Linked DNA regions of Gossypium hirsutum: region 2 is linked to region 1. Evidence: chromatin contacts called from public Hi-C data. All regions are on one chromosome and are shown on one strand. Each heading gives the region's core, a stretch centred on a gene start, on an enhancer-like site or on the middle of the called end of the contact. The rest is flanking DNA. Distances are from core to core; before and after follow the strand shown. Region 1 holds the start of LOC107926882 (nuclear transcription factor Y subunit B-5). Region 2 holds the start of LOC107926888 (E3 ubiquitin-protein ligase RFI2).

Region 1 (4,475 bases), core at 523-3,022:
TGGAATTATCTAAAAAATAAATTGAGAAATAATAAATTCATAAATTATAAATTTCAAATTTTAAATTTTAAAATTTAAATCTAAATCCAAATTTTGTTTTTAGTGAATTATAAGAATAGGTAAAACCCGAATAATAAACACGACTAACGCGACTCGAATCTAGACCACACTTGAGACGGTAAATATTCTAATTGTCATGACATCACATGGGGTTGATCTAAATCCAAATTTTAGTTACTAAACTTTACCTAATTGAATTTAAGTTACCCGTTAGTCTAAATTGATTAAATGAACGAAGAAGACAAGGGAAGTTGACAATTAATTAAGAAAAGAAATTTCATTAGAAAGCAAATTAAAAGATGTTATGTTAGGGTTCGAAGGGGCTGTTTGTCTAGGTTTTCACAATAAATTTGTTGCTTGTCTGAAATAAATAAGAAAAAAAGAATCAAATAGAATCTTTTACTTTTGTTTTTCTTTCAGACAGGTATCTTTTCAAACGGTTAATTTAAACACAAGAAGTTCCAAATGACAAACCCTAGAAACCATTACTTACTCAGCTCCTATGTTTTTATTAATTCTCTAATTCATTTTTCTGCATCAACCCATCTCTCAATCATCCTCAGTTGCAGGAAAACTATATATTCAATCCCTTTGAATATTATTTACATTAATATATATTAATTGCTTGCATCATGATCGAGACCTGATGCGGGGTTTTCACGACAAAACAAAGAAATGTCCAAATACTTACTGTGGTCCCAAGATCTCGGATTTTCAGACACAAACCCTAACCTTGGATAAGTATGACTAATTGACTATTTCCAAAGGGTAAATGAAGAAATGGCTACACTAGGCATTTGCTCAGCTCTCTATTAAATTTGAAATCTAAATCGGATATAATCCTCAAATTTTGATCCAACATCCACAATATGCATAAAAAACAAGCTTGAAAGTTGAAATTAGTAGTCTTTACTCTTTGGTGCCAATGAAGAACACTCAAAGTAGTCAAAAACAGTCGAAGAAATCAGATCAAAATCGAAATTTAAGTAAGCCAAAAAAGAAAGAAAGCAAGAAGAAGCATAAAACAAACCCTAAAATTTTCGTACACAAAATCCCAATTTTGTGGTTTAAACTTTAAACAAAATACCTGCAAATAAATTTAAAGGAAAAAAAAAACCTCAACAATTCTAAAGCTGATATTACTCAATTCAGAAAACAAACGTCAGAGAAACACAGAGTGCTTAATGTAAAAATCAAGTTTTTGAATATTAATTTTATTGTAGTATTGTCCCTTTCAAAAGGGCCTTGTTGCAAGAGAGCTATCGCTCCTCTCGATAGCCCTATTTTGGCTAACTCTTTCTCCTTCTTGTTCCCTATACCTATGCAAATACCTCTTCAATTGCTCGGCGTAGTTGTCAAACCCTAGCGTTGCCAGTGCCCAACAAACGTCGTCCCCGTTAACCGTCTTCCGCTTCTCCTTGTGGCACTTTTCGGATGCCTCCCCGGTGACGAAGCTGATGAACTCCGACACGCATTCCTGCATGGTTTCTTTGGCTTCCTTGGAGATCTTGGCGTTGGGAGGTAGGATCTGCTTCATGATCCGGCCGACATTCGCTATCGGAAGCAGCCGGTCTTGTTCCTTGATGATGCCATCCTCGCCTGAGAGGACACTACTAGCAGCGCCTGTGGCAAAGTTGTACTTAAGACCTTCACTATCTAAATTATTAATCCCTATTTTATCAGCCATTTCTATTAAAAGCAAAAAAAAAAAAATTATACCTCTTAAACTCAGACACGTCTCTTCTAACTGCTAATTTGCTATTATATAGGCTCATACTTATTTATATACATACACACATCTATATACATATAAATAGTAAAATGGTAAAATTTATTCGACTACATGACAATTCATGATATAAACCGATCAACCAATACAAAGCATTGTTGGTGTGGATTTGATTTTCTTATTAAAAAATAATATTTTATACATTATCAGTTAATAATATGAAAAATCATTATTAAGTAAAATAAAAAATATTTGAGAACTTATAAATATATATTAATATATAGATTTATTTAAACATAAGTAAATGTCGATTATACTTATTACGATTTGTTCAGATTTTAAATTTCGAGTTTAATGTTTATGGTAAAGGATTTAAAATTTAAATCACACATTACGTTTAGGGTTTGAGTTTACAAGTTAGAGTTTTTTATAATTTCTCTATTATTATTTTTATTTCACTAATAATAAAGTGTTATATTATTATTTATTAATATTAGATAAGTACTAATAATACATTAAATATTCGTAAGAGTAGGGGATCGTGGGAGCAAACTAAACCTTAAAAAGGCATAAAGAAAAATACTCAAAACTTATCACTTACAGACAATGGTCCCTCTTCATAGTCTGCTCTCAATAAGGTTGGAACTCAAAAAAAATAAATATTATAAATAGAAAAATCTGAAAATTTGAAATGTGTGGACTTAAAGATATGCACGTGTGGGGTTCTTGCCATAGCTGCAACAAAATTAATTCTAAATTAAAGCACTAATAAAGTTGGATTACCTACTAATTTAGGGTTTTTCGTACTTGAGATTATTTATGTCACACTACACGACATGAAATTGTTTCACTTTTTTTAATAGTTGTTTATGTTGTGAAGTCATGTGGTTCGGGTTACACGATCCTGAAACTCTGGACTTGGTATATAATGCCACGTATAGCCCTATGATGACCAAAGTAAGTAAATTATTAAGGCCATTAATCTTGATGAATGATGAATCACATTACATATGCATGTCATGTGTATGTATATGATTTTTGTTTAGTTATTAATTCAAGCTTGCATTCTATATATAGTACTAAGCGTGAGGTTTTAACTTAATTATTTATTTATTAATGATGAAAGTGGGTTTGCTTATGTAAACTAATTATAATTTATTATATTCTTATTGTTCATTTGGAATCAATCATTGTTGTCTCACAAAATTGAATATTTGTGAAAGAAAAGAAGACCTTGGATGATGAATAGTTTAGAGAAGATATTTGATGCGCTGCATGCTAATTAAGAATTTTTTTTAGTGGTAATTTTTTTATAAATATTAAAAATGTGTTTTGGGTTATATAAATTTGTATACATCTTTATAAGAGAAAGAAAAAAAATTAGTGAAGATTCTTGGAGGATAAAGCATCATTTAGTGTACAAATATACCTTGGTAGCTTTTCGTAATTAAGTCTTTGAATTTAAATAAAGAGTATTAAAATTAAATCTAAAAAATAATTAAGTATTAAGAAATTATAATAAAATTTAGGTCTTGATATGGCATAATTTTAGAGAATTACATAATCACACTTTAACATAATCCAAGTTTAATAACTAAATTAAGAAATTTTATCAAAATCCAAATTAATATAGACAAAAAAAAGAACCAAAGTAAAAAAAACTGTCAAACTTAGGGATTAAATGTTAATTTGTCCCATTTTTTTAGCAAAGGTAAGAAAAACTGTTATCTAAGGATTAAATACAAAACTAATATCAATTAAATATTTAAACACAAATCATTAATCACTATTCAATAGAAAAATTAGTAGAGAATGTATCTAACAATTAAGCTATGCCTTATCCTTGGCTACTATGGCTTTGTCAATGGACTAAATCCTAGGTTTAACAAAGGTATTTGTAGCATTTCTTTTGTTGATCTCTTGGACAAGTAGGCTAAATTTGTTGAAAATCATTATGCAATGGGATAACATGTCTCAATTAAGATCATGGGCACTTAATTAAAGCGTATATGGATTCTAGCAAAATAAATAAAACATGTGATACTTAAAGTTCACAAGCAATTATTTAGAAAATGAAACTTAAATTTAGTAATCTAATTCTTTGATTAAAATTTACAACATTTAGTGGATTCATATTTAATGCATTCACTCAGTAAATTTTATGATATCATCTATTAATAAATTTAATTAAATTCTAAAGAAGTTTAAAAAATTTTCTTTATCATTATAATATTATTGAAGAAAAGGAATGACAAAGTATAAACTAACACCTTTTAAGTGTTAGATAAGAGTTTTTTTTTTTGGTGAATTTCAAGAGAAAAGTAAAATCCTGACAATAACGTGACTAGTGCGACTGAACCTAGGCTACACCTAGGATGGTGAATACCCTAACCATCAGGCTAACACACCGAGTTTTATTAGACAAGAGTTTTAATCATTACTTTTAAATATTTACATTTTGTAAAGTTTTTAATAATATATCAACGTTTTATTTACTATAAACCTATATACATTAAATATAAATTCATAAATAAATATACACTATAATAATATTTTTGTGATGAAAGGTGAAAGTATGGTTGTTTGTAGGTAAACTCTCGTTGACCGAATCAAATGCAACTTTCACTATCAACGAATGGTGTTTAATTTTAATTAAATCAAGTACATATTCAAATATTTGTCCAAC
Region 2 (4,475 bases), core at 879-3,378, 450 kb after region 1:
TGTCTCTTTTTCTCTGTTTGCAGGTGATGGAACGAGAGCAGGTGGTGGCAGCAGGCTAGGAGGAGGCGTGTGGGCATGCTGGTACGGCGGCTGAACCTAGGGGGCCTAAGGTTTTTTCTTTTTTTGATTTTGTCTGGGCTAGGGTTAGGTTAAACTATTGGGTTTGGGCTTGAATTGGGTATATTAGGTTTTGGGTCTGTTGGTTTAGTTTATTTGAGCTTTTTATTTAATTGTTGGGTTAATTGGTAGGGCTTTTGAGGCTCGGGCAGAATCGGGCTTGTACAATATTACTACTTTATTTTTTATTTGGATATCGTATAATTTTTATTTTATTATTAATTTTGCTAATATTTTAGAGGCATTTGCTTGTTAAGTTTTAACTATTTTAGTATTATTTAAGTATAAAGATTTTCTTAATATATTTTTAATTTGTTCAAAAAAAAATATTTTTTAGTAAATTTGATGTATTATATATATTTTAGTTTATTTTATATAAAAAAATTTAATACAGTCGGACCGACTTCAAATTTAACATTTTTTTATCATAGTCGGGTTTAGATAAAATTTTATTCTCTTTTTCAAGTCGGGTCGAGTTTAAGCCTAAAAAATAAACTTAAAATTTTAAATTGGCCCGACCTAAAGTCAACCCGACCAACCTATAATCAAGCCTAAAGGGGACACATCATAATAATATAATTTAATAATATAAAAATATTAAAAATAAAAGTTGAATAAAATTAACAAGTTGTATTAAACTCGAATTTAACTCAACTTCATAATTATGAAATCGACATGAAATTTTATTAAAGTCAAATTGGAGTATTCTTAATAGGATCCCGAGAGCAAGTGGAAGCGTGGCAGTCTGGAAGCTTCATCAAGGGTAGATGGATTTTGCGGCATCAAGGATCGTCCAAGGACTAATTAAAGAACTTACGGGCCTTAAAAGTTCTAGCCAGCCCATCAACATTTTCATTATCCATTTATCTCTATCTATTTTCAATCTCCAAATCATCAATAACCCTCTTCTTCTGTTATAAAGAAGTGGTTTATAAATCAACCATAGGATTTATACGGTGAATGTGAATCTGCATAAAAAAAAAAAAGAGGAAAAGAAAAAGAGAATTACGTTTAATAAAAAGTGTGAATTAAATTAACATACCGCTGTATTATTACTTTTATATAAATTTTATTTTACATTGATTAATTATAAAGTTTATAAATTTAAAAAGTTCAATTAATCAATTTGAGTTATCAAATTAAATTAATAATTAATTTACCATTAGATTCATAATAGAATATTAAATTAGCAAACTTAGTAGCTTATTGAATTGATATCTTTAATTTTAACCATTGAAAATTATTTCATATGATAAAATATGATTAATAAACTTTTTCACGTAAAATTTAAATATTTTAATTAAGATTATTTTTATGTAATAAATTATAATTAACAGGCTTGCTTATATAAAATAGTAAGAATTTTACTTAGATAATATGTTATTATAAATAAATAATTTAGTAAATAATGTATTTTATACCAATGATTGATTTTTTTTATAAGTGAATTTTTTTTATAGTGAATTAAAATAAAATATAAAAAATTGATTTTACTAAAAACTTGATTATTATAGGGTATAAAAAAATCTAACATAAATGTAAAAATATTTCATCTTTTCATGAGAAAAATAATACTATATGGTTTTTTTTACGTAGTAATACATTTTTAGTGATATTAAATCATGTGACATCCAAATTATAAATTGAAAGAAAAAAATATGAAATCAACATCAAGGTTGAAATTAGGATTTAAAGAATATTAAATCTCCCAATTTAATAATTTATCTATTTTGAAATTTCTTTTAAATTTGAAGTTTAAATTATTTATTTTATTAAAAAATAAAATTATTATAAACATAATAATAAAATTGTTATTATTATTATTATTTTTTGCTGTATGCTAACTCATTATACAACTCAAGGAAGCATTTAATAGTAATAGAGATTAAAGGCAAAAATTGCTGATTTTTTTATTTAATAAAAATACCAACGTTAATGTAATTTAAAAAAAAAAGAAAAAAGAGAGTAAACTTTATATAAAACAAAAAAATCCAGTAAAAGACAACAGAGCGTATAAAACTGTTGAAAGTCCCATCCAAGTAATCTGACAGGTGGGACACCGAAACATCGGATAGATTTCTTCACATCCAAACCAAAACACACAGCAGATTCACAAACCTCCCCATTCACTACAAATTCAAGTTTGGGTTTTCTTTCTTTCTTTTTTGTATGCTTTTTTGATTGTTCAAAGAAAGGGTATGGTGCGCTCCAAAGCCTCTCTACTTGATCTTGATCATGATGATCATCATCAATTGATGGACGGTCCTGATGGGGATGTTGGTGCTGTTCCCCCATCTTCTTCTGATGTCTCTTGCTCGATTTGCCTTGATTTGGTCTCCGATACTGGAGGTAGATCCAGGGCTAAGCTTCTATGTGGTCATCAATTCCATCTAGGTAATTTTAATTTTTTTCTTAATTATGCTGTTTTTTTTTAAAATTGGGGTAAAATGATTTTGTAAGTTCTGTCGCTGCTTATTAACATCTCATCCGTTTTTTTTTTTGGTAAAAAAATCATTTATGCGAATTATTTCTGGCTTTTTATCAATGAAATTATGATGATAGAAGTCTAGTTGAATAATCTTTGTCAGTTTGATATAATTGGTTGCCATTCAAAAAGATGTGTAGCTTTAAGGAAAGTGCCTTAAACAGATGAAGCAAACTTCATGCATTTACTGTTTCTGCTTGAACCATGATTTTATGTGTTCTTGTCATTGTTGGTTTGGGTTATTTCCTGCTACTGGACCCATATTTGCAGATTGCATTGGTTCGGCCTTTAATATGAAGGGGGCGATGCAATGCCCGAATTGCCGAAAGGTAGAAAAAGGTCAGTGGTTGTATGCGAATGGATCCAACCGATCGCTTCCTGAGCTAACCATGGAGGACTGGAATCTTGATGATGATTATTATGAGCCAGTTTATTCTGAAATGGTAAAGCAAATTCCTATGTTTTCTATTTGTTGGTATTGTTGTTTATTAAGCATACATCAATCAGCTTCTGCAATTAGCTTGTTTCTTAACTTGATGTGATGTTATGTTTTCAAACTCTTGACATGCATCTAATGGCATGCCTCAAATTCTAGTCTCTCAGTTCGATATAAATTATGACTTGTCATGTGATATGTGTTATCTTTATGCTACTCTTTGGCTTGGCTCCGTACAAAGGACGGAAAGGAGTATGGATGGAAAATTTATTTATCTGAAGGTTAAAATTCATAATTAGTTTCCTACTTTGTAGCTTAACCATTAGCTTAACAAATTTTCCATCCTATCTCATTTCCATCTTTCATACCAATCAGGGCCTTCATGTCTACGCACTAACATGCATAAATATAAGCTTCAGTGTTCACAGAAAGAAAAGTTTAAAAACCGTGATTCATTTATCTTCTTTCTATTGTTTTCTGTTACAGAACTTGTTGTATAGGTGCCATATGTTTTTCTTCTTTGAATCCACTTTTTGTTAGCTATTATTGAAAGTGTTGGTTAATTCTTGCTTACAATGTGTTCTTCATTTGAGCTTTGTGATCACACTGTCTTAGTACCTTTTTTTTATAGCAGCAATTTAGAGCTCAGTGGTGTCCATATGGCGAATTCACAAGAATCGGTTCATCATCTGAGTAAGCGTTATCTCTCTTTTTGAGGTGTTGGTTTCATTTTGACCATTTTTTCTTGTACTACAATTGCGGGACCGTTTTAAATCATTTTCTCTTGAATTGTGATATGGACACTTTAATTGCAATAGGAGTTTTTAGTTTTATTTATTTATTATATATCAGGTTTTACTAAGAGTTTTAGTTTTACTTATCTATTATATTAGGTTTTTATTTCCTTCATAAACTCTTAAGTTAGGAATTCTATTTTATGTCAATTAGGACTCTTTCCTTTGTCATTAACAGTCTATAAAAGGCTGTCAATATGAAATAAAGAGGAAAGCAATTATTCTATCAAAAGAAACATTATTTTGAGAGGGGGTTCAGTCAATGACGAATCTGCCTTTTGAGTAACCATAGGTCGAAGCAAGAATTCTTTCTCGTCTAGACCTGTGACTAGATCCTACGCCACGGCGCATAACAACTTGGTATCAGAGTTAGCTATCATGGGTGACGAAAAAACTTTGACAGCCAAGCTGGAGGCATTTATGGAACAAATGGCTACAAGGCAACAAGCATTAGAGGAGCAGATGGCGATTTTATCTCTTTCGGTCCAAAAGACAACGAAAGAGAATTTAGAAAAAAAATAATGAAGAACAAGGCAGCAGTGGAGGCAAGAAAAGAAATTCAGATTCACAACACGGTGGGGGCATGGTGCCAAGATACTCCAAGATGGAATTTCCCACTTATGATGGTGTTGGTGATCCTTTA

The links. Hi-C and Micro-C count contacts between places; a contact is called where the count stands out from the background.
Region 2: a contact with region 1 is called in a Hi-C map of leaf, with 3 times the contacts expected there. The contact joins the promoter of LOC107926888 here to the promoter of LOC107926882 in region 1. A contact is called at or near these places in 2 of 34 Hi-C or Micro-C datasets (both in leaf).

What each region holds. Positions count from the first base shown.
Region 1 is chrA08:93,901,282-93,905,756 of Gossypium_hirsutum_v2.1, forward strand. LOC107926882 (nuclear transcription factor Y subunit B-5) reads right to left here and starts at 1,773. Exons shown (of 1, transcript XM_041074652.1): 1 at 1,179-1,773. The coding sequence starts at 1,747. The coding sequence ends at 1,295.
Region 2 is chrA08:94,347,183-94,351,657 of Gossypium_hirsutum_v2.1, forward strand. LOC107926888 (E3 ubiquitin-protein ligase RFI2) reads left to right here and starts at 2,129. Exons shown (of 6, transcript XM_016857828.2): 1 at 2,129-2,511; 2 at 2,873-3,045; 3 at 3,673-3,731. The coding sequence starts at 2,316. LOC121204554 (a long non-coding RNA gene) reads left to right here. Exons shown (of 2, transcript XR_005899601.1): 2 at 24-361.